Regions from separate parts of the Mus musculus genome. Here region 1 is linked to region 2. A link is a contact called in public Hi-C data. All regions are on one chromosome and are shown on one strand. Each heading gives the region's core, a stretch centred on a gene start, on an enhancer-like site or on the middle of the called end of the contact. The rest is flanking DNA. Distances are from core to core; before and after follow the strand shown.

Evidence for each region. A called contact is a pair of places that touch in the nucleus more often than the background predicts.
Region 1: a Hi-C map of the N1E-115 cell line shows a contact between it and region 2, with 5 times the contacts expected there. The contact joins two enhancer-like sites. A contact is called at or near these places in 1 of 15 datasets of contacts at CTCF or cohesin (CD8 T cells), 17 of 484 Hi-C or Micro-C datasets (CD8 T cells, the N1E-115 cell line, bone marrow-derived DN3 thymocytes and 11 more), 3 of 115 datasets of contacts at active chromatin or transcription factors (CD8 T cells, embryonic stem cells and regulatory T cells) and 1 of 9 other capture datasets (embryonic tail).

The regions. Positions count from the first base shown.
Region 1 is chr2:163,099,288-163,101,987 of GRCm38.p6, reverse strand. No RefSeq gene overlaps it. Among named protein-coding and RNA genes, the nearest start is that of Gtsf1l, 11 kb to the right of the region's middle. Within about 2 kb of position 1,282, at least 21 of the 459 cell types and tissues checked have an H3K27ac peak or open chromatin away from gene starts, as enhancers often do. A contact at or near this core is called in the N1E-115 cell line and liver, where this site is marked.
Region 2 is chr2:163,165,087-163,167,960 of GRCm38.p6, reverse strand. No RefSeq gene overlaps it. Among named protein-coding and RNA genes, the nearest start is that of Tox2, 37 kb to the left of the region's middle. Within about 2 kb of position 1,415, at least 28 of the 459 cell types and tissues checked have an H3K27ac peak or open chromatin away from gene starts, as enhancers often do. A contact at or near this core is called in the N1E-115 cell line and liver, where this site is marked.

The DNA.
Region 1 (2,700 bases), core at 33-2,532, 66 kb after region 2:
GTCCAAATCCCCAAGCTGCCACCTCGGCCCACCCACAGCCTCTAAGACACTAATGGAGTAGGTTTAAATCTCTTCTCCCTCTCTCCCTCTCTCCCCCTTTCCCCCCCCCTCCCCTCTTCCCCCTCTCTCTCCAGTTGTCAAATGCCCAGATAACTTTGGAGGGAAGTGTGTCCCAGACTTCAGTCCCAAGGAATAAATTCCTCCCTATTGAGCTGATCTCCGGCCCATAGTAGAGACCGGGGAAGTGCTGCCCTCTGGTGGTGTATGGATGCGTAGCAGCAGCGGGCTTCCCAAATTGAGGTCAGTCGCGAGGGTCCCCTACCAGCTAGTGACCTCCTGGTCGCTGGGTACCCGTGTCAGCGCGAAGCTCCTGGTTTAGTCTTTGATGCTGCCATAACTCCTTCATTATCGGTGTTCCCAAACTTCAGACTTTTGAGTACTACCAGTTCTATTTCTGTGCCACAACTAAATGTATTTGTGAGAATAATCTACTGTAAAAGAGAGCCAAGAGGGGCTAGCAGGGTAGTTCAGTGGTGACCTCTTGCCATGAAAGCACAGTGTGCTCAGCTCAAGCCCCAACACCACAGAAACAACAACAACAAAGCAACCTGAGTTCCGGCAGTACCTGGGAAAACCAATTCCATGTGCTATGGCAGAGGAGGAAGACAGAGAAGCGGAGAACATAACTGAAGACAAAAATCGGGATTGACATTTAAAAACAAGCCTCTTGTGACGTTTGACAGCTCATCCTACAAAGGTACCCGGCACCAAGCTCTGTCATCCTGACTTTGATCTCCAGGCCTCACTTGGTGGGTGAAGCACAGCGGCTTCACACATACACACACACACACACACACACACACACACACACACACACACACCACGCGCATGCACGCACATACATGTGCTACATGGCACATTGTGCACCCACAAGCTGAATAAATAAATCATTTAAAACAACTTTAAAAATTAAAACATAAATATTTCCATTTTGGGAAAAGAAAAAAAAAAAAGCACTGTGTCCTGGATTTGAGCACTGATAGGTTCTGGGTCACAGAAGCACCCGGGTCATTAAAAAGCCATTGTTGGCCAGGCCACAACATCCACAATGCAATGAAGACAGAAATGTCACACCCAAGGTAAACAAAAACCAATCACTTGGAAATGTATTTCCTAATTGCTCAGCTCAAACAAAGGAAGAGAATGTCAGTTATAAGCAGTTCAGAGCGTAGCGGGAGCTGGAACCTCAGGCAGAGAAACTTGGGGAACTAACCAAAACCAACACCCCTTTCCCCATCGCTACAGGACTTTGTCATTAAACAAGGAAGTTGGAAAATAAACAAAGCGTGTAACCCAGGAGGGAAAACAAGCATTGAGAGAAAGCTGGGGAGAAAAGCAAAACAACAAACATTAAGTTCATGAGGCAGAGCAGGTAAGAGGAAGCCAGCCTCACGCGCAGCTTCTTGAAAACAGCTGGGAAGGGCCCGGGTTTGTGGACACCCAATTTTAAAAGCAGGGGGAGAGTGAAGGCAGCTTAGTACCGGGTACGGAGTAGAGTTTTAATGACAAGAGAATAGCCTGCATGGAGAGAGGTGGCTCAGGAGTCAGGAGCACAGGCTGGTCTTGCAGAGGACCCAATTACGGTTCCTAGGACCTATGTCCAGAGACACACAGCTGCCTATAACTCTAAAGGACCCCAGGCTCTTTTCTGCACCTCCAGGGGCATCTGTACTCACAGTGCACAGACACCCACATAGACACACAATCGACAAATAAAATAAGTTAGTAGCGTAGGAAGTCCATTGTCGGTAGGAGGTGCCCTTAGAGCTCACCAGGGACTCAGATGAGTAGGAAATGCTTGGCCCTGCCCCCTGGCTGACAGCTGACGCTGCTAGGAAGCCTGCTGTGTGACCGAGTCTCTGATTATAAACTGGAATATGCACAGAATTTTCACCCTGGGTCGAGGCCAGGCGACATCTACCTGCTTCCTCCTAAGTAAGGTCCAGATCCACCAAGGTTCCCCTAGGGGACCAATGAGTTTATTAACGTTACTTACAGAACAAGGCAGGGGGCTAGAGATAGAAATGTGGGTGGCCTGAAAGCAGCTACACGGGATGATGGCTTCCTCAGAGCTGTGCGGATGGTGCCCCCTCCCCTGACCCATGGATTTTCATTTTGGGGGAAGCTGTTTCTACGCAGTCTGAATCTTCCCCTCTCTGTGCCCATGTTAGCAGCTGTTGGTGCCCATGTTAGCAGCTGTTGGTGGCATCTCTTGGAAAAAGATGCAAGGCAGAGGAGAGCAGCTCTGATCTCACCTACATTACGGGTCCTCTCTATGTGGACAGGTCTGGAAAGCACTACCCAGACAGATGTGTGCACATCCTGCTCTCTGCTCAGGTTACCATGGTGAGCAACCTCTCAGGTCCCAGACTCAGAAAAAAAAAAAAAATGCTAGGAGCAGGCTAGAGGCTGGAGGACCACTCAAGACATCTTTTAGAAGCACAGGCACTCTGATCTCCCTTTGTCACTAATGGACTTAACATCTGCTCGCTGCGCTAATGTGTGTTTGGCCATTAAACACCCTAAGAGCCTACCTCCTACGATGCGGTTTCCAGGGTAGATGAATTGCTACCAATGCTGTCTCCGTATGTGGCCTTTCAGGGGTCCGAAACTGCAGCCTGGGTCCCTGGTCATGAAAAG
Region 2 (2,874 bases), core at 166-2,665:
TGTATGTAACCATGGCGACACAATATGTAACCAACACACCTGGCACAGACCGACCCTTAGCCAGGACAACCTCTCTCCAGGGTCCAGGCCCTGCTGCTCGCAATATGTCTTCTCTATCAATAGGCCATGTCTGTATTTTGTCTTCTGGGTCCCTTGTAGGCATTTGCTTTTGCAGCCTCTGACCAATGTACGTTTCACAGATGCCCTGACTGGCCTGATGGTCAGGGAGCCAGGGAATCAGTTAGCAGCATCCCAGAATCCCCCATCTCATTGGCCAGGTTGTTTTCCTGTGAACACACAGCCTGCCTGCCTGCATTACACTCCTCAGGAGACCTCCAAGATAATGGATCTCTAGGTCTCCATCCACCTCTGTGCGGTTTCAGGTGATGCCAGCAGAGCCCAGAGTTTTAGTTCCCCTATCCATAAAATGGGTATGATGTTACAAGACGGGGTCAAGGTGAACAACTTAAGGAGCCACTGGCTGGTCTCACCTGAATGTCCCCTCCTGTCTACAGATGCTGTGAGGCCAGGGGAACAGAATAGGAGCACAGCTAGGTAGCATGAGAAAGAATGCCACTGTCACTCAGCTGCCTGTTTTTATGTTATGTCTTCACCCACAGAATTCTTACACAAAACACCTCAGTTTCTCCTAAGCATGCGGATGCCTCCTGCTCACCCTACTCCTTGGAGTACCCCTGGACCCCAGCTGTGTGTCTATGAGGAGAGAGAAAGGGGTTTGCCACCATCAGAGAAGTGACTATGTAACAGGATGTACAAAGGTTTAAATGACCTTACTTCTGACCCCCTCACTCTGACCCCTTAACCATGCAGATAAAATCTGGAAGGGAGAAGTGTAACCACCTTTACAAAAGGGCTACGGTCTGCACGGTGCAAACATTAGACGCCCTCGGAGTGGGCTCCTTCTCCTTGCCCAGCCTCAGTGTCCTTATCTGTAAAATGGGGCAGTCACAGCACAGCCTCCACCATGGGGATGTCCAGAAGATTAAATGAAGTCATATCTAGTGTACTAACTATATGGCTGACACCTGGCCGCCTACCCAAGGGCCAGAGTAAGAGACAAACGTCCAGGAAGTTGGAGGGGGCGCTCCAGTTTCACCTCTATACCCTAAATTCTCAGAGTTGCAAGGCTGGGTCTTCCAACCCATTTCTCAAAGGGTCCCACCTTCCAGCTCTCCGCTGTACTGGAAGCCATCTGGTGAAGCAGGCTTGCAGCCACAGGTGAGCAAGAGTTAATGGGCCTCTGACCCACTTTTCTAGCAGACTCATTACCTCATCATTAGCCTTGAAGAGAAGATAGTGGCAGCTGATTAGCAGACGCTGTCATAGCTGGAAGAGGGTAGGATCTGAGTCATCTGCCCACTGCCAGTGAACTCTGACCTCAGCAACTGATGCCAGAATCAGGCAGAATGAATTCACTGACCCCATTACGGTGTCTGCCTCTCCTGCATTCCCTAGGGAAGCACGATGCTACCCCATCTCAGCCTGCCCTGGCTTCTGAGTGATTTCAGACAACTCTGTGAGATGGAAGAAAAGGGACAGGCTGCCAGCTCTCCCTACCAGGAACCTAGTGACGCTCACTGACACTCCTAGACCAGGTTAGAAGCTGTGCAGCCATCCCTGCCTGAGTGAAAGGGCAGGATCTCTTCCGGGAGACCGGCTGGGGCCACTCTGCAGAGTGGAACCAGAACCTGCACATCTCCCACGCCTACGTGATGAGGGAGGGGACAAGCGTTGTCAGCGGGACTCACTCCCCAGATCATGTCACTGGGTCTTAGTGGAACCCAGGTTCAGACCACAGAGCAGTGCTGTCAAAGGTGACAACCACTCATTTTTAAACACTCCGACTGTGGGCAGCATCGGGGTAAAATATACAGGAGTCGTCTCAGACACTACCAAAAGACAAGAGCAGAAAAGATCTCATTAATAAATTTCTACTCGGATTGCATGCTGAAATGAGGATATTTTAAGTGTGTTGCAATAAATAGAATGTGGTGCTAAAATCCATTTCACATTTCGTTGTATGTTTTTAATAGAGCTGCCGAGATTATAAAGTTCTGGATGTGGTAAGCATCCTGCGTCAATAAACAGCAGGCTTTTGCCCTAGAGATTTCCACACTGGAGTTTTTCTTTTTGCCACAGCTAGCTAGCTGCAGGTTCTTTTCACTCTGCCCAGAAAGGAATCACTGGTAAGCACAGAGAAAGTCCCTTCGGGTTGGTGGCCCCGAGTTCCAAAGACTGCTGAGCTGAGCTTCCAAACCCTGGGGATCCAGGCTGTGAGCCTTCAGACCTGGAGACTGGTAGTAGCTCCAGGACCCCCAGCCTGTGGCTTCCTGCTCAGGCAGGAACTTATTCTTCTGGTCACAGAATGCCAGCACTCACAGCTCCTCTTAGGGCTTCTGAGTGTTGATGTCAGGACCCACAATGCTTTAGCCCTTGGTGGCTCTCTGAAATCTGCCAGTGACCAAGGTTTGCAAACATTATCCTGTCTTTGTACTGTCTTCTTTGCTCTCTGGGATTCTTCAGCTGTCTCCTACTGTTGATCTATGGGGTTGCCTAGGTGGTTTGAATGAGAATCTCGAGAATGGCCCCCATAGGTTGTTTTGGAAAGGACTAGGAGGAGTGGCCTTGTTGGAGGAGGTGTTATCTCTGGGGGCGACTTTGAAGTTTCAAAAGACATCACCATTCCCAGGTTAGGAGGGAGGGAGAGGGAGGGAGAGGGAGGGAGAGGGAGGGAGGGAGGGGGAGAGAGAGAGAGAGGGAGGAAGGGAAGGAGGGAGGGAGGGAGGGAGGGAGGGAGAGAGAGAGAGAGAGAGAGAGAGAGAGAGAGAGAGAGAGAGAGTGAGAGAGAGACTT